Linked DNA regions of Mus musculus: all the other regions are linked to region 5. A link is a contact called in public promoter capture Hi-C data. All regions are on one chromosome and are shown on one strand. Each heading gives the region's core, a stretch centred on a gene start, on an enhancer-like site or on the middle of the called end of the contact. The rest is flanking DNA. Distances are from core to core; before and after follow the strand shown.

The links. Promoter capture Hi-C pulls out the DNA fragments that hold promoters and counts their contacts.
Region 1: a promoter capture Hi-C map of liver shows a contact between it and region 5, with 3 times the contacts expected there. The contact joins the promoter of Traf4 here to the promoter of Mir22hg in region 5. A contact is called at or near these places in 3 of 39 promoter capture datasets (erythroid cells, liver and pre-B cells) and 1 of 9 other capture datasets (liver).
Region 2: a contact with region 5 is called in a promoter capture Hi-C map of liver, with 4 times the contacts expected there. The contact joins the promoter of Pipox here to the promoter of Mir22hg in region 5.
Region 3: a promoter capture Hi-C map of liver shows a contact between it and region 5, with 5 times the contacts expected there. The contact joins the promoter of Fam222b here to the promoter of Mir22hg in region 5. A contact is called at or near these places in 2 of 39 promoter capture datasets (embryonic stem cells and liver).
Region 4: a promoter capture Hi-C map of pre-B cells shows a contact between it and region 5, with 3 times the contacts expected there. The contact joins the promoter of Sdf2 here to the promoter of Mir22hg in region 5. A contact is called at or near these places in 3 of 39 promoter capture datasets (cranial neural crest, liver and pre-B cells).

Annotation. Positions count from the first base shown.
Region 1 is chr11:78,164,091-78,167,824 of GRCm38.p6, forward strand. Traf4 (TNF receptor associated factor 4) reads right to left here and starts at 1,460. Exons shown (of 7, transcript NM_009423.4): 1 at 1,208-1,460. The coding sequence starts at 1,350. Nek8 (NIMA (never in mitosis gene a)-related expressed kinase 8) reads right to left here. Exons shown (of 15, transcript NM_080849.3): 12 at 3,633-3,734; 13 at 3,373-3,531; 14 at 3,060-3,218; 15 at 2,016-2,687. The coding sequence ends at 2,659.
Region 2 is chr11:77,891,828-77,895,547 of GRCm38.p6, forward strand. Pipox (pipecolic acid oxidase) reads right to left here and starts at 2,045. Exons shown (of 8, transcript NM_008952.2): 1 at 1,840-2,045; 2 at 285-433. The coding sequence starts at 1,953.
Region 3 is chr11:78,092,993-78,097,062 of GRCm38.p6, forward strand. It overlaps Fam222b (family with sequence similarity 222, member B), which reads left to right and starts at 1,698. Exons shown (of 3, transcript NM_145430.3): 1 at 1,698-1,799.
Region 4 is chr11:78,243,128-78,247,141 of GRCm38.p6, forward strand. Sdf2 (stromal cell derived factor 2) reads left to right here and starts at 2,619. Exons shown (of 3, transcript NM_009143.3): 1 at 2,619-3,043. The coding sequence starts at 2,869. Supt6 (SPT6, histone chaperone and transcription elongation factor) reads right to left here and starts at 2,576. Exons shown (of 37, transcript NM_009297.2): 1 at 2,421-2,576.
Region 5 is chr11:75,459,779-75,463,916 of GRCm38.p6, forward strand. It overlaps Mir22hg (Mir22 host gene (non-protein coding)), which reads left to right and starts at 1,761. Exons shown (of 3, transcript NR_030711.1): 1 at 1,761-1,977; 2 at 3,915-4,079. Mir22 (microRNA 22) reads left to right here and starts at 3,938; the gene lies at 3,938-4,032.

The DNA.
Region 1 (3,734 bases), core at 210-2,709, 2.7 Mb after region 5:
GGTGGGTCAGCTGGAGGAGGGGGCTGGCTCAGCTGGCCTCATCTGGAAACCAGAGGGCCAGGAAGGGAGCCGGGAAGACAATGGGCCCGTGTGTGTCTGTAGAGGAGTTAAGTGTGTACATTTCAGGGAGGAGGGCCAGAGGGAGGAGGGAGAAAAGAAGGGAGGAGGGGGGACCACAGCAGCTTGAGCAGGAGCATATGTGAGAGCAGGAGCCCGCGGCTGCTAGGAACAAAAAACAAAGGGCCTGCTGAGATTTCCGCCAGCCAGGGGCTTCGGAAGACAGTGGGGACGAAGCACTGAGGCACAAGTCCCACATTGCTTTCCCTGCCAGTTCCCCTCGCGGGACCGCGGCAGACTCAGCCTGCCTTGTGCTCTAGAGCACGACCTCCACGGGCGTTGGGGCTCCCCGATCTCCCCTCCAACATGCAGCCTTCAGTGCCAGGAGCCTCAAGACCGCCCAGGGGTGCCCAGAAATGTGAGCGATGCCTGAGGCCGCAAGGCAGGACCTGGATCCTCAGTGGGCACAGGGCATTCAGTACCAACCCGGGTGGCCGATGTACCAACCATCCATTGTACTCAAGACCCCAAGGGAGGGTTCCCCACTTAAGAGGCGGGGAGGGCTGCAGGTCACAGTCCAACCTCTACTGCTTGGCCACACGCAGCCCGGGCTGGATTCCCAGCTAAAGACTTGAATCGTGTGACCCTGGGCAAATCGCAGCCCTTATTTTTTTGAATCTCTGAAATGGGAGAACAATAGCGGCCGCTCTCTCAACGTCAGAGAGGAAAAGAAGAGGTTGGACAGGTGAAAACTCCAGCGGCTTGAGTGCCGCGCGGGAGAGAGAGGCTTTGTCCTTCCCTTCCCTAAAGGATTCAAAGTTCAAGACTGTGGCCGCTCGGGCTCTCAGGTAGGGGGGAAGGGCCGGCTACGGGTCAGGAAGGGCGGCTTTCCCTCCGCCAGAGCGTGGGGAGGCAGTTTTTCCTACCTGGAGCTGGGCAGGTAGGACCCGAGACCCTACGCTTGGGTGCGTAAGGTCCTCCCCAGGGCCCTGACGTCACTGCCGCCCCTTGACATCATGGTGGGCGCTCCTGAGGTCACCGGGCGGCCTCGCAGACAAAGGCGCGACGTGTCTCCGGCCCGAGCCCGTCCCCCGTGCACCGCCCTCATCCCCCTGCACTGCCGGCGGAGGCCCACCGCCCCGGGTCGCACCTGAGAAACTCCTGCAGGCAGGTGTCGCAGAAGCGGTGGCCACAAGTAGACACCTGCACAGGCTCGCGCATGGGCTTCCCGCACAGTGGGCACAGCAGCCGCCGCTTGGGCTTCTCCAGGAACTTGTAGTCGAAGCCGGGCATGGCGGGCTGGCAGCGGGCACGGGCGAGCGGGGCCGGGCACGCGGCGGCCCCACAGCCCGCGCCTCGCTCGGGCCGCGTTTCCCGGCTGCGGGCGGCGCCGACTGGCGGCCGAGACCGGCCCGGGTCCGCAACCCCGCCCGCCGGAAGAGGGGGCGGAGCCGCGTCCCCATGGTCCTAGAGCCCGCCCTCGTGCCCCGCCCACTCCACAACCCCTCACTCCGAATGCTGTCGCACTCCGAACTCTGCCCTGGCTTTGAAAGTTAAATTAGGCTTCTCTTTCCCGCTGGAACTCCGAGTGTGGCCGAGAGTCTTCCAGAAGCGGGTCCCCTTGCGTTACGATGGTGCCTATCAGGTCGCACCACAAAGACTTGACACTTTAGAGGCCACCTTAAGGTCTCCTGCGCCACGCGCCGCTCAGGGACCCGGGGCCCTAGCTTCTAGGTGCTAGGCAGCGAAGCCTGGCAACAGGATCCCAGTAAACCAGGCTAGAGCAAGGAAACTGGGCTGGGCGCTGGGCCAGCGGAACCTCGGCCCCAGCCCTCAGGCCTCTGGCTGCGCCCACATTCCTCCTGGCCGCTGCCCTGCAACCACAGTCGGGCCCAACCCAGTCTTGGGGTGTCTAGCGGCCACTTCCACCCACCCAGTAAGAGATCATAAGCCAAGCAGGCATTTGATATTTTTATTAGTGATACTTTGAAACCTTTGAGAAATTGGTCGGGTTACCTTTCTCCCCAGTCTAGGTCTGGTGAATAGCCTGGGGAAAGGGCAACCTTTCAGCAGTATCTCCTCAGCAAACAAAAAAATAGCTCCAGCACCCCCTCCCTAAGAGGTGTGTGTGGGGAGGGGTGCCTTCGCAGGGGTTGTGCAAACCCTTGCCTCAGGGTAAGATAGAAAAGGGGGCTCCCTCCAACCTATCAGCTGCAAGCTATGCAGAGATTAGGCTAGCCTAATGACCAGTCCAAACAAGCCCTGGCTTGCCCTATTCCAAAGCATGGCATGAGTCTCCAAGAGGACACCGTCAGGGACTTACTTTCTAACTGGGCTGAGGGTGGTTGGAGAAAGGTGCGTTTTTTTTTTTTAGCAAAGGTTTTGAAGGCCGTCCTTCTGTTGACCCCTGCCAGACTGGAGCCTTGCAGATATTTACTAAGATAAAGAGCTTTGGAGACAGGGACTTGGGGGAACAGAGTAGACTTCACTGGCCTTTCTACCCCATTGACGACACAATCCAGGACGCTGACAACAGTCATTCCTCGGGCACCTGCATTTTTCAGAATACTCAAAGGTGGTCTCTTGGATCATCCTGTCGCCTCAGGGGGGAACTGGTTCATCTGTGACTGCTGAAGAGTATCAAAGAGAAGCTACTACTGCCTTTCTGGAGGCAACGCCTACAGCAAGCATCAGCCCTCTTTGATTTCATTGGGCCCTGGAGCCAGAACCCTCCTGCCAGGCCAGAAAGGGAAGTTTTCCTATCAACTGGCTCCAGGAAGTATTAGGAGCAAGAATTCACACAAGGTGTGGAGAGCCATAGAAGCAGCCTTTTCTCCCTGAGGGGGGAAATGGCGTCCCCTCCCCATTTCCCACATTTTTCTGGGGGCAGAAGATTGCTCTGGGTGGGTAATTTGGGTTATAACTATGGAAGATAGAGTGGGGAGTAGAGGGGAGTTGGGTTCACCCTAGTGATGTGGGTGAGATAGGAGAAGAAAACTCACATCGAACAGCCAGCAGAGTGTTCCCATGGCAGCAGGACACTGAAGTCACCATGTAAGGATGAGTCTCATCCAGCTGCACTGGCCTAGGCAGCCCCGCATCCTCATCCCTCCTTCCCAGTCGGCCTCGGGTTCCTTTGCCCCAAGAATACACTTCCCCCTCTGCCAAAATTGGAAAGAGTGGGGCATTAACTAAGCAATCAGCTGAACACTGGACAGCAAGAACAACTCCACAAGGAAGGTGGTGAGTATAACCCACCATATTCCTGCCGTGGTCCACCTGCATCCGGTCCACCCGCATCTTGCCCACCCTCACCTGCCCCAACGGCCACAGTGAAGGCATCCCCGCAGGCCACCATCACCATCTTGATGCCCTCCAGGCCTTGGACCCGACAGGGTGCCCTGCTGACCCTGCGGGAACTGGTGCCCAGCTGTCCATGTTGATTGCTGCCAAAAGTATAGCAGTCCCCAGAAGCTGTGGAGACAGAAGACAAGCAAGGAAAGGACAGTGGTGCAGAAGTCTGGACAAAGCCCGGCGAATCCCCTGCAGGCCTCCCATGCCTAGGTCCTACACACCAGTGATAGCAGCTGAATGAGCAGTGCCAAGGTCCACACACAGCAGGGGCTCCTGGTCCAGAGGTGCAGAGCCCAGTGGTGTGAAGCTCAGGGCCTCCTCCA
Region 2 (3,720 bases), core at 795-3,294, 2.4 Mb after region 5:
TTTGCGCAGGCCTGCTCTAGATACCTGTCCATGGTCATCCTCTAAGTTTTCAGAAAACAACCTGTAAGAGCCTTGGTCACAGGATCTAACCAGGCCTGGAACTCAAAGGTACAGAGGCCAGCAGCATCTGTGACAGTGAGCAGAAGGCCTCCACATGACTGGCACCTCCCTCCTGGGCTTGTGTCCCTCCAGTTGCATTTCAAGTTCACACCTTACAGCATCACACATTCAAAGCACCTGGAGGGATGGGTCCCCTGTGTTCCTGGTCTTCCTCCCTCGCCCACCTGTGTAACTGGGTTCCGGCTTCACGCTCCAGCTGGGCCCATGTCTGATAACATTCCTTCATCATCATCGTGTAGAAGTCCTCTGGATAAGCCTTTCTGATTATGCGGCTCTGTCCATGTGAGCTTCCTCGGGAATGGGGAAGAAAGAACTTGACAAGAAAGACAAGAAAGACAATGGAAGTCACTGCCCTTTGGCTCAGCCTTCCCTTTGTTCTTTAGGAGCCATCTTAGGCTTCAAATGGTTCCTTTCTAATCCTGGGGCCTAGACCTCTGGCCTTGCACAAAGGAGGCAAGTAGGTGCCCTGCAGATGAGCTATCTATTGCCCTAGACCTCTTTTTATTTCTTATTTGAGTCACTGTCATGTTATGTAGCCCAGGCAGGCCTTAAGCTTGCAATCCCCCTACATTGGTCTCCTGAGCAACTGGGATTTTCAGGTGCTCATCGCCAGGCCTAGATATTTTCAAATATTTCCATACTTCCAGGTCTCCTTGAGGCCCACTGATTGGCCAGGCATTCTGGTTAGCAATAGTACCTCAGCACTGACTAAATTTTTCCTTTTGTAAATAGCCCTGGCAGCCACCCATCCATTTGTTAATAACCTTCTATTATCCCACTGAATTCACACCCTGCTTAGATGCCTAGAAAAGCAGAGTCAGAAAACCTTCCAGATTATGCAAATCGAGCCCCATGGTTTTCCGGATCAGGAAAAGGATGTCATCTCACTGAGCCTTCAGGTACCCAGGATAAGGGAGCAATCTTAGGATTAGGGGGGTGCGGGGTGAAGCAAAATGGAGGTTTTCCTGCAGGTTGTAACAGAAATCCCTTGGGCTTTGGGAAAACAGAGGAACTGAAGACAATTCCCAGGATGTGGTAACCTGCTCAGAGAGCTGCAAGGCAGAATGGAAAGGAAGAAGCCACAGGGGTAGAAAACTCAACTTGACAGATTGCATAGGCCCCACCCCTGAGGGGCCCTGCAGGGTCCCAGTGCCACCCTCATTTGAAGCAGTCATGTGATCACTTTTCCTTTAAGGAAAGACGACCTGTGTCTTAGTTCCCGGGCATCAAGTGAGGAGGTCGCTGTTACCCAAAGGTGGAAGAATTCAACAGCAGCTCCTGCTAGGTTCTGGAAGGAGCAGCTGAGAAAACGCAGCTTTCTCCAAAGCTGGTACATCAGCCTTTGCCTCTAGGCAAAACTGTCTTTATTTAAGGTTACCCAGAGCAGAATTGATTCTTTTTCTGGTTGTATCAACCATGTGGGCAAAGACAAGACAGGGTTGCAAGAATGAAAAGAAGTGGGACACTTCTTGATCCGGGGCAAGAACTAAGAGACTTAAAAGAGTATACCAAGAAACCTCACGTGGACTTAAGGGTGGGAATTTTCTTTGCATTGTCAAGATCCACGTGAAGTGGCTACGAAGCTACGAAGTGCACAGAATTCCTGATGTCTGACCGTTTGGCTTCACTTATAGCCCAAAAATTCTGGAAAGCCCTCCCTAGGAGAGGAAAGAAGAGGGGACAGTCTTATATAGCAGAAGGGCAGAAGGCACAGTGTACCTGCTCCAGCAGGAGGACGCTCTTGGAGTGTTTGGCCAGGTGGTACGCGGTAAAGCAGCCCTGGATGCCTGCTCCAATCACAATAGCATCCCAGAAATCTGTCTGAGCAGCCATGATGCCACAAAGCCCACTGAAGAGAAGGCAAACAAAGGCACCTCCAGGCTACAGGGGGAGGAGGGAGGCAAAGTCCAGCTAAACTAGAGTTCCCACAATCCCTTGGGGCTCATGTCCTTGTCTTTCTTTCCCTCCCCAAAAAGCCTGGCACAGGGCTCAGCCTCCGCCTCCCCCTGCAGAGCAGAGCTGGGTGGACTGATTTGTGAGGTTTCGCCCAGCTCAGCTGCTAGCCTCACCCTTGCATCCCTCCAGTTTGCTATTCTTGGCTCAATTATTGTCATGCAAATGGCGCCTTCCCATGCCACCTTCCTGTCTCATTATGATCTTTGTCTCAGGACTTTGCCCGGAATTTCAATGCCTCCCAGACCAAGCTGGGCCCCGGGAATGCTGCCTCCCCCTGCTGGCTTCCCTCTCTGCAGCTTGATTTCCTCCAGAGAGCTACCCGGCCAGCCAAGAACTTGGCAGGATGCCCAGGGTATGGCCCTCCTCCCTGGTGGGTGGCGAGGTCAGGGGGTAGATGCAGGGGCCAACTGGGAGGGCAGTTTTGTGATTATGAAATCATTCTCAGTGTGTTTTACTTTCATGTTGAAAAAAGGACAATAAATGATCCTGAAGAGGAAAAAAAAAAATCCAGGAAAGGACAGTGCGAGGAAGAACCTTGTCCTCAGGCACACGGGGAACCAGGCACCAGCCAGCACACACAGGGGCCATGTGCAGAGAAGCCTTCTGTGCCAGGCAGCAGGCTCAATGGGGATTGTTACAGGCACTGGGGACAGAGCCAGGGTTGGCAGGTCCTGATTCTTATACACTTTGGGGGTCCATTTTAAGATAAAAGGGGAAAGGGGCCTGGAGGCTTAGCTCAGCGGTAGACTTTTGTGTTTGGCATGTTCGGGGTCCTGGGTTTAGCACCCAGCACTAAAAATAAAAGAGAAAAAAAAAAAAAAAAGAAAAAATTAGTCATGCAAAACTAGATGGCAGGACTTCGAAGAGACCGCTCAATTAGAGAGCCCCATGGTTGAAGTTTTATTAGCTTCCTGGTAAATCTGCCTCGGAATACATTATCTCATTAAATTCTCAGGATTTTTTTTTTTTTTTGTATGTGTGTGTGTGTATTTTTATCCTCATTTTTTTTGAGCAGATTAGAGATAGCCTCAAGTTCTCTGTCGGTTTTCCCATTACATGCTTGCCCAATAGAATACAGTGACTGCTACCCTCTTTCTGACCCAAGCCTTTGGACATCTTCTTGTGTTGAAGCACTCGTTCTTAGACCCTGAACCAACATGTTAGAAGTCCAGCCACTCTGTGAGAGAGAGAGATGAGAAAAGTCACACATAGGAAGAGAAGCCATTTTGGACCTTGTGTCCAGACAAACTAACCACCCATGACCTGACCCAGTCCATGGCACGTGACCCAACAGCCAAGCTGTGTCAGCATTCCCCAGTTTTATGAAGTAAAATAAAATGCTTGTTTTTAGACACTAACTTTTGAGGTTGGTTGTTTATAATCATAAACACACCACTAAACAGACAAAGATGGCAGGATCTGCCCAAGGACCCATTCTAGGTGTGCCAAGAGGCTAAGATGTGAACCCAGGTCTATCTGCTCCAAAACTTACTTCTTGTTAGTATTTTCTTTCGTTTTTTTTGGATACAGGGTCTCATGTATCGCTTAACTGGCCTCCAACCTGCTTTGCCTCCACAGGTGACCTTGAACTTCTGATTTTTCTGCCCCTACCTCCTGGGAAAATAGACCCGTACCATCATGTTG
Region 3 (4,070 bases), core at 448-2,947, 2.6 Mb after region 5:
ATAGTAACAAGGGCTCTAAAACACTGAGCCAGTTCTGCAGCCTCTGGAAGACATTTTAAAGACAAAAGAAAAAATAAAAGAGAAAAATGAAAAAGAAAAAGAAAGAAACTGAGACACATTTTGTCCAGCCACTGGTAAGTTGACCATACTCCTGTAATCAGCAAGTCCCCAAGGCTTATGTGAGCAACCCTAATTAAATTTGAGTCCCTCTATCCCAGACCAGTTAGGAGGCAACTCACTCATTAAATTTGCACCTGTGTATACTGTATTAGATACCAATTAGTTCATAGCAATTTGTAGCAACCAACTTACATTTTTAAAAGACAGAAGCCTCTGACAGGAATGTAGCTCAGGCCTGTAATGTTGTTATTCAGGAGGCTGAGGCAGGAGGATCACAAATTCAAGGCCACCATGGACTACATATGGGATTCAAGACCAGTCTGGGATACTAGTGAGATTCTGTCTTATATAGCCAAAGTTGTCATCATCACCTCAGTATTAATACATTTGTAAGCATTTCATGAAAACCCTTCGGGTTCCTGGGTACTTCTCTGAAAAAAAAAAAAAAAAAAAAAGACAGAAAGAAGTAACACCAATTTCTTTTTTTTTTTTTTAAGATTGATTTATTTATTTTATGAGTACACTATAGCTGTCCTCAGACACACCAGAAGAGAGTGTTGGATCCCATTACAGATGGTTGTGAGCTACCACGTGGTTGCTGGGATTTGAACTCAGGACCTCTGGAAGAGCAGTCAGTGCTCTTAACCACTGAGCCATCTCTCCAGAGCCCAAATTCTTTTAAAAATGTAGCTCTGGATATCCTAGAACTTCATCTGTAGATCAGGAGAGCCTCAAACTCACAGAAATCCTCCTGCCTCTGCAAAGATTCATGGAGTGCTCCATTCCGTCCGGGTGTTAGTTTATTAAACACTTAAGAGTTCCATTAAATATAGTTGTATGGGCTGGTGAGATGGCTCAGTGGGTAAGAGCACCCGACTGTTCTTCCGAAGGTCCAGAGTTCAAATCCCAGCAACCACATGGTGGCTCACAACCATCTGTAACAAGATCTGACGCCCTCTTCTGGAGTGTCTGAAGACAGCTACAGTGTACTTACATATAATAAATAAATAAATCTTTAAAAAAAAATATAGTTGTATAGGGGCTGGAGAAATGTTCAGCGACTATGAGCACTCGCTGCTGATGCAGAGGACTGAAGTTTGGCTACTAGGATCGATGTCCGTCCAGTCGCTCATAATCGTAAGTATTAATATTTCAAGTACTGTTGGGTACGTGCTACTACTACACAGGGATAAAGGTCTTCTTTATCGGTTTGCAAAAAGATCTGACTCCGTAGTCAGAGATGTACAGTAGGGAACGAGTCTGCAATTTCTTCCACGCCTAAAAGATTTGGTCTTTAAGTGCAGGCAGGATCCAGAATTCTGGTGGGATAAATCTCAATTCAAGACTTTAGTAATTTAGGCAAGATATTCTAGAGGCCTAAAAGGAAGGCTCAGTAGCCACATTCCCTAAGACCTAAAATATCCAAGGCCAGCGAGCGGCCATGCCCACTTGAGACCCAGAGAAGCAGGACATCAGGCAATGATAAAGACGTCCCCGGAGCGAGGTGCGCAGGCGCTGACTGCCGGAGAGGGCCCCGGGCAATCCGGGCTGCGCAGGCGCAGAAGCAGCTCCCGGCCAGTCCGGACGGCGGCTGTGATTGAGAGGCTGGGGCGTGGAGCAGCAGTGGCGGCGACCGGCGACAACGGAGCAGCCATGAGGGCCGGGCCCAGTCACCGACAGTGAGTGGTGGTTTAAGGGTAGTGGACTCTAAGGAATGCAGATATGGCGTGGTGGAAGGACACCCTGACTAGCGGGGTGGCTTCTACTTGTCGGGGACGGAGGTCGTGGGGGAGGGATAGTTTGAGGTGATGATGGTGGAGCATTTGGAGCATGGATGATTAGGTCATGAGTCCCAGAGCTGGACAGCTTGGCGGAGGGAAGGGGTTGCGTTTCGTGGAGTGAGGGCGCACACGGCAGGACCAGTGCCTCGCGCTGTCTGGTTTGTCATCATCCCTTCCCCCAGGAGCTTTGGGTCGCCTCTCCCTTTCCGCTTCTTTCAGAGAATGGTTGCTGGGGGGGAAGGGTGGTGGAAAATAAAAGCCGTGCTGGAGCTGAAGAAGTCCACTCTGAACCAGTCAGAGAAGGACTGGTCACTGGAGTTATGATGTGCCCTGGGTAAAGCTTGGGAGTCGGAAGCTCTGTTTAAATTCAGGAGGAATCTAGGTTAAAGAGCTAAGGACATGGAGTCAGGTTTGGAACCAAGTCCAGCACAGATAAACCTGATCGATAACCTTGGATAGGACCCACTTAACCTTTCTGGTTCTCTGGAAGATCCAGCATTAAATGCTGGGCTTTTGTAAGCTTCATATATTGGTTGAGAGAGCTTATGAAACCTATAGATTGGAAATACTATACGGATGCTAGTATGTACCAGCAATACGATCAGATTTTAGACTCTATGGTTATTAATGGAGTAACTGATTTCTCCATCAAAACAAAGCATATTTGTAAAACCTCAGTAGACAAAAATATGTGCACCCTGCATAAGTACAGCAGATCATCTGTAGAAATAGCACTTTCTTCCGTGGTGTGACAAATTCTCTGTCAAATTGAATAGGAAAAGTACCCTACTCCTGTGCCTTTTTACATGGTATGCAGCTTCTGACCCAAGAGGAAGCAAATACAGCCTGAAGCACTGAGCTATGTTCTCAGCCTTCCTTTTGCTTTTTATTTTGAGACTAAGTTTCACTAACTTGCTTATGCTGGTCTTGAATTCAAGCACTAGTTGAGTTTGAATTAACAGTCTTGCCTCTGTTTCCCCAGTAGCTGGGGTTATAGGCGTACCTGGCTGAGATTCGGGAGGGCTCCTCTGTTAATGCTTGTGTGCCAAGCAGTTTATTAACTGAGCCATTTATCTCCCCAGCCTCTACTTGATGCTGGAACCTGAGCCTGGGTTTTGAGTGTGCTAGGCAAGTGCCCTATCACCAGCCCATTTTGTTTTGTTTTGTTTTAATTGAGACGGTGCCACTACATTACCTAGGCTGCCCTTGAATTTTCAGTACCCCTGCCACAGCCTCCTAAAAGTAACTGGGATTACAGTTTTCCATCATCAAGCCCAGAATAGGCTTCTATTATTATTATTATCATTATCATTATTATTATTTAGTCCATTTTCTACACTCCAGATTTTATCCCCCTCCTGATCCATCCTCTGATGGTTCCCCATCCCATACCTCCTCCCTACCCTGTCGGCAGCTGCTGCTACCTCCTCCTCCTCCTCCTCCTCCTCCTCCTCCTCCTCCTCCTCTTCTTCTTCTTCTTCTTCTTCTTCTTCTTCTTCTTCTTCTTCTTCTTCTGTTGCTGCTGCTGCTGCTGCTGCTGCTGCTGCTTCTTCCTCTTTCTCTTCTTCTCCTCCTCCTTCTTTTTTAAGACAAGGTTTCTCTGTGTAGCCCTGGCTGTCCTGAACCCTGATTTCTCTTATTATATTTTTAAAAATTTGTTTATTTGGAGCCTAGAGAGATGGCTCAGTGGTTTAGAGCACTTGCTGCTCTTAAAGAGGGCCTAGGTTCCATTTTTAGCACTTACATGATGGTTCACCATCATCGTTAACTCCAGCTCTAGCCGATCTGCCTTCTTTATTTTGTAGGAAAAAGAACAAGTTTATTTAATGCCCTGCAAAGAAAGCAAAGGGGATTGATAATAATAGAAGATTGCCTGCCAGCCTCTGATACTTTTTAATTTTAAAAGCTTCCTTTGCAAGAGTCTGGTTGCCCTAGGGCGTTCTCTGTTTTGGAGTGGTGTACAGCCACAGCTTTTCAACTCTTTTTCTTCGTTGTTTATAGTCTTCTGCCAGAAATCTCTTCTGTGAAGTGAGAAGGACAAGTAGGTAGTTGTGTAAGGGTCTAGGAGATGGCTGGTTCTGTGAGAGGCTGGAGGAGCGCTCCCGGGGCTTTGTTGCTGAGGGTGGATAAAGCGAAGGACAGAGTTAAACTGTGCGCTGCCACGGAGGG
Region 4 (4,014 bases), core at 1,369-3,868, 2.8 Mb after region 5:
AACTACATAAAAATGCAGTCATTTTTCTAAGACTAAAAAGGAGCAGCTAGTTCAATAGAGTAAAATCCAAGAGCCAAGCATTAGCAACTGTACTAGTCCAGAGACTCGGAAATGAAAACAGAGTAACCATTGGATTTGGCCACCTAGTAGCTTCTGGTGTCCACAATAATTTTGGTGAGCAGTTCCAAGGAGAGTCAGATTGGTATTAACTAAAGTCCTGGTGAAAGGTAAGAAAGTTGAACTGGTATAAACTGAAACCTGACTATAGGATGAAAATCTTAAAATTAGGGTGCTGAAGCTATGCTTAGTAGTAACAGCACATGTTTATACTTCTAGCACTGGGGAGGCTGAGGCGGAGTGACCACAACTCCTACGTCAGCCTAGGCTACCTGTCAAGGAAGATGATGGCTGGAGTGGCCTTTCAGAGAGATTAGAACAGAATTTTGGTTTTGATTTTTTTTTTGGTTTTTTTTTTGGTTTGGTTTGGTTTGGTCTTTTCTGAAACATAGGATTTGGTGATTGATATTGGGAAATCATTGTGAGGAAGCCAGTGATCACACCCGACCCAGATGGTGATTACATTTATTAGGAACAAGAATATTGCTGGATGGTGGTGGCACAAGCCTTTAGTCCCCAGTACTCAGGAAGCAGATCTCTGTGGATTCAAGGACAACTAGAAAGAGTGATTCTGTCTTCAAAAACCAAAAAAAGAACTAGAGGGAGTAAATAAGCTTTGATTGGATTTTAGGACTGTTCTACTTTCTGGCTTGATATATCACTTGGTAAGTAAGATTAAGTTCATTTGGAGAGTGTTAATTCTTTGCCAGTCTAAGCTAGGCAGTGGTGGTGCATGCCTTTAATCCCAGCACTTGGGAGGCAGAGGCAGGCGGATTTCTGAGTTCGAGGCCAGCCTGGTCTACAGAGTCAGTTTCAGGACAGCCAGGGCTATACAGAGAAACCCTGTCTTGAAAAAAATAAAAACAACAAAAAATACTTTACCAATCTAATCTAGTCTAATCTAATAGTCACACAAGCCAACCAAATAAAATAAGCCTGTAGTGGTGGGACACTAGGCATGGAGAGGGGCTCTAAACTCGTGGTTGAAGGGAGAGCTGTTTTTGAGACAGGGTCTACAAATGCAACCAAAACGTAAATTCCATGATCCTCCTGGCTCAGCTTCTCCATTGTTGCTATAATTGTTTTGTAACTAAAACACTGAAGACTCACAAACTGTGAGTGTTCAACAATAGAACTAAACTTTTTCTCCCCAAAATTAATTAAATTCAACGACTTCCACACATTGTAGCATACTTCAATGCTGGGGAGGGGGACCAGGCTCCTCCCTTCCTACAGGTTTATGGGCAGTTAACGGTTGCTAGGGGGGAGGGGCTCATCATGAGATCCCACCAACCCTAAGGATCGATAGTAATTCATGGTTGCTGGGGGAGGGGAACATTTTCTTTAGGGTTGTAGCCCAGGCTTCTCTGAATACTTCTTCACCCATGTACTTGTAAACCACCATAAATTAACTAATTGAGGCATACACACACACACACACACACACACACAAATTAATGAAAGTAATAAGTAATGGAGGATTCTGAAGAAGGGGAGCAGCGGGAATGGAGTGGGGCGGGATGAAAAACAAATTACCCTATGACCTTTGTATTACCGTGTCTTTTCATGTAATTATTACAGGAGACCCGCCTCCTAAAGGAAAACAGAAATCGATTCTTTCTGTAATACAGAGGAACTGCTTTACTTAAGATACTCGAGTACCTGATGTCAAACAATACACATTTCTGATTTAACAACCAATTCTAATATTTATGATAGGTCTTTGGCAAGTGTTCGAGGAAATGAATTATACAAGATGGAAGGCTCCAGGTACTTAAGTATAAACTCGCATCTTTAGAAAGGATTAAGGGACTTGCCCATATGTGGAAAAAAAACCGTATAATTACTCAACATTTTGTAAAGAGCTAACATTCAGCACAGTACACCCGCCTCATGGCTGAACTCTCGAAAGCTCAGCAGGACCCAAACGCCGGACTAATTAATCCGATCACCTGATGCCAAGTAAAGAAACCCTTAGGTCTCTCTTCTAGTCCCAATTTTTTGCGTGGCCCAGATTCCAGACGCCGCGGAGAAGATGGGATCCCAGAAAGCCTGTTGATTCAAGAGGTAACCCCAGGTCACAGGTTCCGGGTGGTACCGCGTGGAGAAAGGGCTGGAGACTCTGAGCAATCACGGTACTTTCCTGTCCTTTTCCCCCCTGGCAGATCAGGGAAAGCCAGGGCCCCCTTCCTTCCCGCAGTGGGGCACCCCAAAGCTTCTTCCCTTACGGGACCAGGCCCCAGGAGTCTGGCTCGCCACCTGCGCACCCACACACGCAACACACTCTCCAGGCTGAGCGTTACCTGCTTGAAGGCCGCTGCTTCTCCGCTACGCTAAGCTCCCACCGAAGAAAATGGAGTCGCCGATCAGAGACTGCAAAAGGATAGTCCGGACCCACCGCAAGGGCCCTCCGCAGCCGCCGCCACCACCACCACCACCGTCGCCGCTGCTGCGTTAACGTAGTACGTCACCTCCGGCTCTCTGTCACTGGGAGTGGGAGGGTCATTTCCTGCTGTCTTTTCCCCTCCGGCGTCTAGGGCTTTGGTTCCGAGTCCGCGAACGCCTAAGGAACGCAGCCGCCACAGAGCACCCAGTACAAAGTGAGGTCCCGAAGGCCTCCCGGGCCAGCGTGTTCTTTAAGCCGCTCTCGCCAAAGGAACCATAAAGATTCAGGTTAAGGAGTCTTCTCTTCCATCTTGGCGTAGTTCTACCCTCGGCTTCCGGTTCCGGGGACGGGCCTAATTTTCTTGGATGATTAGTTCTCTCGGATCTAGGATGGCTGTCTTGTCGCTTCTGTTGTTGGGTGGTTTGTGGAGCGCTGTGGGAGCGTCCAACATGGCTGTCGTTACTTGCGGCTCCGTGGTGAAGCTACTCAATACACGCCACAATGTCCGACTGCATTCTCACGACGTGCGCTATGGGTCAGGTACAGAGGGGGACTCACCGCTCTGGGTGGGCTGCCTAGGCCGGGTGAGCCTAGAAGGGGCGGGGCCTCGGAGTCTGAGGGCGTGGTCTGGGAAAGTTAGCCGTGCCCTATTTCTTGAAGAGGACGACGAGTTGCCAAGGAAACTTAGTCCTAATGTTAGTTTCTGTTTGATGAGCTGTGGGCCAAACGTGTTACATATATACTTTCCGGTTTTTAACATTGTATTGAGGACAGATACTAAAGTTATTTTCTTAGGTGAGTAAATAGACCTAGAGATATTGCTCAAAGCCAGCTAGTGAATGATGGAGACAGGGTTTAATCCAAATCTGTGCAGGTTCAAAATCTTTCAGATTCCATGGGCTGCCACTATTTTGTGCTGGAGAGAGGAGCATTTAGAGCAAGACAACATAAGCTGAATCTCAGATTTTAAATGTCACCTATTTTTAGCTCATATTTTTTGACACTCTAACTTAGCAATAACTTTCTTGTAAAGAATTTAAGCATTGACAGACATTGCAGAGGAAAGTCTGTTTTTTATCATGTGCAATTAAAATACTCACTTATTCGTGGGCTCATTCATTTGGCCTAGATTTAAAGAGCACTTTTAGTGTGTCTCGTATTGTTCTAGATACAGGAAATACAGTAGTGAATCAAACAATAAAACAAGACTAATGGGCAGGCGTGGTGGCCTAGGTCTGTAATTGTAGCACTCAAAAGGTTGAAGCAGGATTGTAACTTCAAGATCAGCCTAGCCTATATAGTGGGGGCTGTCTCAAAACAACAGAAGTTCAAAGGCTGGTAATTACTTCAGTGTTAGAGTATTTGCCGAGCATACGGAAAGCTTCTGCCCCCACACTGGAGGAAATAAAGTCATGAAGTTCGACAGGAGGTGTACTTGTGATATAATTTGAATGATTGATGATGCTATTTGCTAGAAAGGAAGTGACCTTCTAAGATGGTTAGTCTGTTCA
Region 5 (4,138 bases), core at 511-3,010:
AACTGAAGCAGCAAAGAGCTGGTCCAGGAGACTGGATTCTGACCCACTAGGCTTATCTTCCACAGCCTTTCTTGTTTAGGCTTGGGCTCAGTTTCCCTGCATCATCCGCAGGAGCCCCTGGAGCACCCACATTCAGCCGGCCGCCAGGACAGGCTCCCCAGCAGTGGCCTCCCCACTAACTGACAGTGGTGACAGGAAATATCTCCCATTCCAATCTCCTCAGAAGTCTGAATAAGTAAGGGACAGATGTTGGGGAGAGGCGTCACTCTTGGGTTGATGAAGAAAAGATCATGAGAAGCATACATTTTACCCGCTATGGTTGGGGTTCCATTACCACCCATGGCGGGGTTGAGGGGGAAGGGCAGAAAAAAGGAGATGGAGAAGGACAGACACGTAAGAAGGAGGATGTGGTTAGGGCTGATTCGTCCCCTGGGGTCGAACAATCAGCTGTTACTGGGGCGGAAGGCAGGAAGTCTCCTTAAAGACACAATATTCTGAACGTTGAACTCAGGATTTGAAGCAAGCCCAGCAGTCACCTTAGTGGAGCCCATACTTAATTTAACACAGAAGCGGCTATCTCAGGCTTCCCTCTCATTTCTTTGTCTCAGATGCTCTCACTTAGAAAGCTTAGATGCTCTTAGAAATGACTCAAAAGTCAAGAACCCCAGGCCACAAGTTTCTCTTTGGGGGTGGGGAGGGAGTGAAGAGGTGGTCCCAGTCTTGTCCCTTTAAATAAGCAATTCAGCAGCTTTTGCCAAGTCATTGGGTTCATTTCGGTTTTTGCCCATCCCCCGCCTTTCAGACTCTGATTGGCCCCTAGGGAAGGAGCCGCCTCTTCATTGGTCTCCACCTTTGAAATCACTTCCCTAAGTAGGCCTGAGTCAGAGAAGCGTTTCGGAGGGCGGGACTGAATGGGTGTTAATCTTAGAACCGGGTTTCTGGTTGATACTACTTTGGTAAAGATCTTCCCCTAATTTTTAAAAAGACGCTTCCTCTCTAAAAGTGAGGGCGAATCCTTTGTTAAGAACGTGCCCCTTGAGAAGCCGTGGGCTCTTCAGCGACTAAGACGAGACATTCACTAGAAAAGATTTCACTAAACCCACGAGGGATAGACTAGACCTCCAGTGAAGATTGGGCCTGTGCGGGTGACATTTGTCCCTATACCCCGAAGACCTCGAGCTAGCTCTCCAGTGAAGACTGGGGCCGTGCGAGTGACAGTGGTCCCTATACCCCGAAAAAAAAAAAGTCCTATTTGTGGAAAAAAAAAAAGACTTCGGGTGTTCTGCTGCATCGGTGGCTGGCTTCCATCTTTAGTTCTACTCACTCCTGTTGCTTCGCGTGCTCCACCTTCGCTTAGCTCAGGCCTCCTGTGAATCAGTTTTGAGGCTAAAAGAAGTTCCAAGAAGGAGGGGCTGTAGCCCTTTAAGGACTTCCCCGCGACCGAGTCAGAGATCAGTTTAAAAATGCCAACTCACAGAGCGCGCTGCATTCTGGGAAGCTGAGTGTCACCGTAAGAACTTCATTGACCGGAATGCACTGCAAAAATACACGCCTATACTTCCTTCTGCTCTTTAAACTGTAGTTTGACGTAAAGCTGGTCTAAGCAAGTCGCCTAGGCCGAGGGTTAGCCACACCTTTTCAGCCATTGGCCAGTTGGTTAGTTGGTAGGCGTGGCTTAGAGAAGCTCCTCCAGGCAAGGGGGTGGCCTCCTTGCCAATCAGAGCCCAGACGCCTGAATGGGCGGGAGTAAGCAGAGGTGCTGGCGCCCCCGAGTGGGTGTGGTCACGTTGCCCAGCAATGGGCGGTGATTGGCCCTGGGTGGTTCATTCGCAGCTCGTGCGTCACGACGCCGCCAGCTGATCGGAGACTGGAGCCGGTGTGTGCTGGGCGCTGGGAAGAGACAGAGCGGTCGGCCGTGCGGACAGGTCGCAGTGATTTTGCTCCTCTGTCCACAGCAACCCCCGCACCCAGCATCAGGTGGGTGTGATCTGGGGACCCGGTCATCCCGGGGGGAACCGCGGTAACCGGGTGATGGGGAAAGTAGGGTCCTGACGGCCACACCCTGCCCTTCTGGGGGAGGGGAGAGGGGGCGGCGGGGACAGGGGCGCTCTTGGGAGAGGAGCCTGGACTCTCCCGAGTAGTGTGTCTGGACGTTTAAAGAGAGAGTCCCGGACAGGAGTCGTGGCAGAAGGTTTGGAGAAGTAACTGGGGAGGAATATGAGAGGCCAGAGGGCCGGGGGCGTCTAACCCCGACGCCCTTTGGTTTGAGGATGCCCGAGCTGACCATTTAGCCTAGGGAGGATCTGGACGAGCGAGGGGTGCGGAGGTGCATTGCCTCTACCGGCGCTGACTGGGTCAGGGCCAGTTCAAGTCCCTGGCAGGGAAGGGGTCGCTGGGCGGTCCGGCCCCTCCTCTCGTTCCCTCCCGGGGATGTTATGTAAGGGGGGAGGGGAAAGGAGTAGGGGGCGGCGGTGCGGAGGCCTTATGCAACCCAAAGGTTAGGGTTTCACCGCGGGTTGGGCGGAGGTTGGGGGGGCGGACAGGAGGAGTGCCTGGAAACTCTACCCGCACCCCCCCTCCCAGCCTAACTGGCTGTCTTGGACAGAGAGAAGGTCACCTTTGCACCTCCCCCCTAGTATGTCCGGTAGAGAGGCCCCTAGCCCGGGCTTGGCCTGACTGCCTGGGAAGCCGGCTGGCTGGGTGGGGCGCCTGGGTTAGTCATCGCTGGGCTCCCTCTCTCCCCACCTCCTGGCCAACTCTTGGCCCCTCCCCACGGCCTCCGGTTAGGCTAACGTTCCCACCTCCCTCTGGCCCTAGTTTCAGTCTCCAACTCATTTGGCCTGTCACCCTGGCTGTTAGAGTAGGCTAGAAGCTGTCATGGTGCCAGAGAGTTGATGGAGCAGCTGGTCAGAGGGTCAGTGCCCTGGGCCCACCCCGCCCCGCAGCCAAGGGCACCTGCTTGGCACAAACTCTCAGCAGCCAGTGAACCCTGTGGCCTGAACAGAGCTATCCTGGGCAGAGAGAAGTGGACAGAGACTGATCACCTAGGAGAAGGAAGATCCGACAAAGTTTATACTTCCCAAGAGGCTTTTGGAATTTGAAAGTTGCCCACCCTAGTGTAATCTTTCCACTCTCTGAAAATAGAAATCCCAAGGCAAAGTCTCCTTGGCCCTTCTATCTGGCAGTGGCCATGTCCTTGGACTGACTGTGCAGAACCACCCTCTCGGGCTCCCAGCCCTCTAGCCTGCCACGCCCCCAGCCCCCTCCCTGAGCCATGCTGTAGGGCCCCGGCTTTTACTGCTGATTCATGCGTTGGAACTGTGGGGGCGGGGCTTGGAACTTGGAACAAAGTTCAGACGTGGAGGGGCCGGCAGACAGCCTGGAATTCATACCAGATGTACCCGGAATGTGCAAGCGGAATGCCTGGCATCTCTAGTCCTGAGGAAGCTGCCCAGCCACCCTACCCATACCTCCCTCCCCTCCTGCCTTTGGTCAGCTGTCCTCCCTCAGACTCCTGAGAGCCCCTGCTGACCTTCCAACTCTAGTGCCCCTCCCATTTCTAACCCTACACAAACCCTCCTTGCTGCTGAATTCCCTAAGAACAAGTCATTTGAGTTGATCACAGAGCTCATATTTCTGAAGTACATTTTTTTTTTTAACTTGGGACTTGGGTTCTACACCCTGCCCTTTGAATGCCGAAGATGCTGGGCTCCTTAGCAGGTTGCCAAGAGTTGCCAGCTCCTAGTCTGTAAAGGGGCACAAAGCAAGTGCATTTAGAAGCCTCTTGCTTCTTATTCAAGAACCCCTCATTAGAAGGTACTGAAAGTCAGCTAGAGCCAGGTTTGGATGGCCTCTGGGTCGCTGGCCCTGTCACCCAGCTTTCCTGTTTTTTTTTTTCCTCCCCTTCCTTTTAGGAACCTGTGCCTCCCACACCCTCACCTGGCTGAGCCGCAGTAGTTCTTCAGTGGCAAGCTTTATGTCCTGACCCAGCTAAAGCTGCCAGTTGAAGAACTGTTGCCCTCTGCCCCTGGCTTCGTGGAGGAAGAGGAGAAGCAGCAGCTTTGCCTATCATCCGGAAGGTGACAGAACTGGGGTGGGAAGGTCTGGACAGCTGGGGTGATGGCTTTATGGGAGGGAA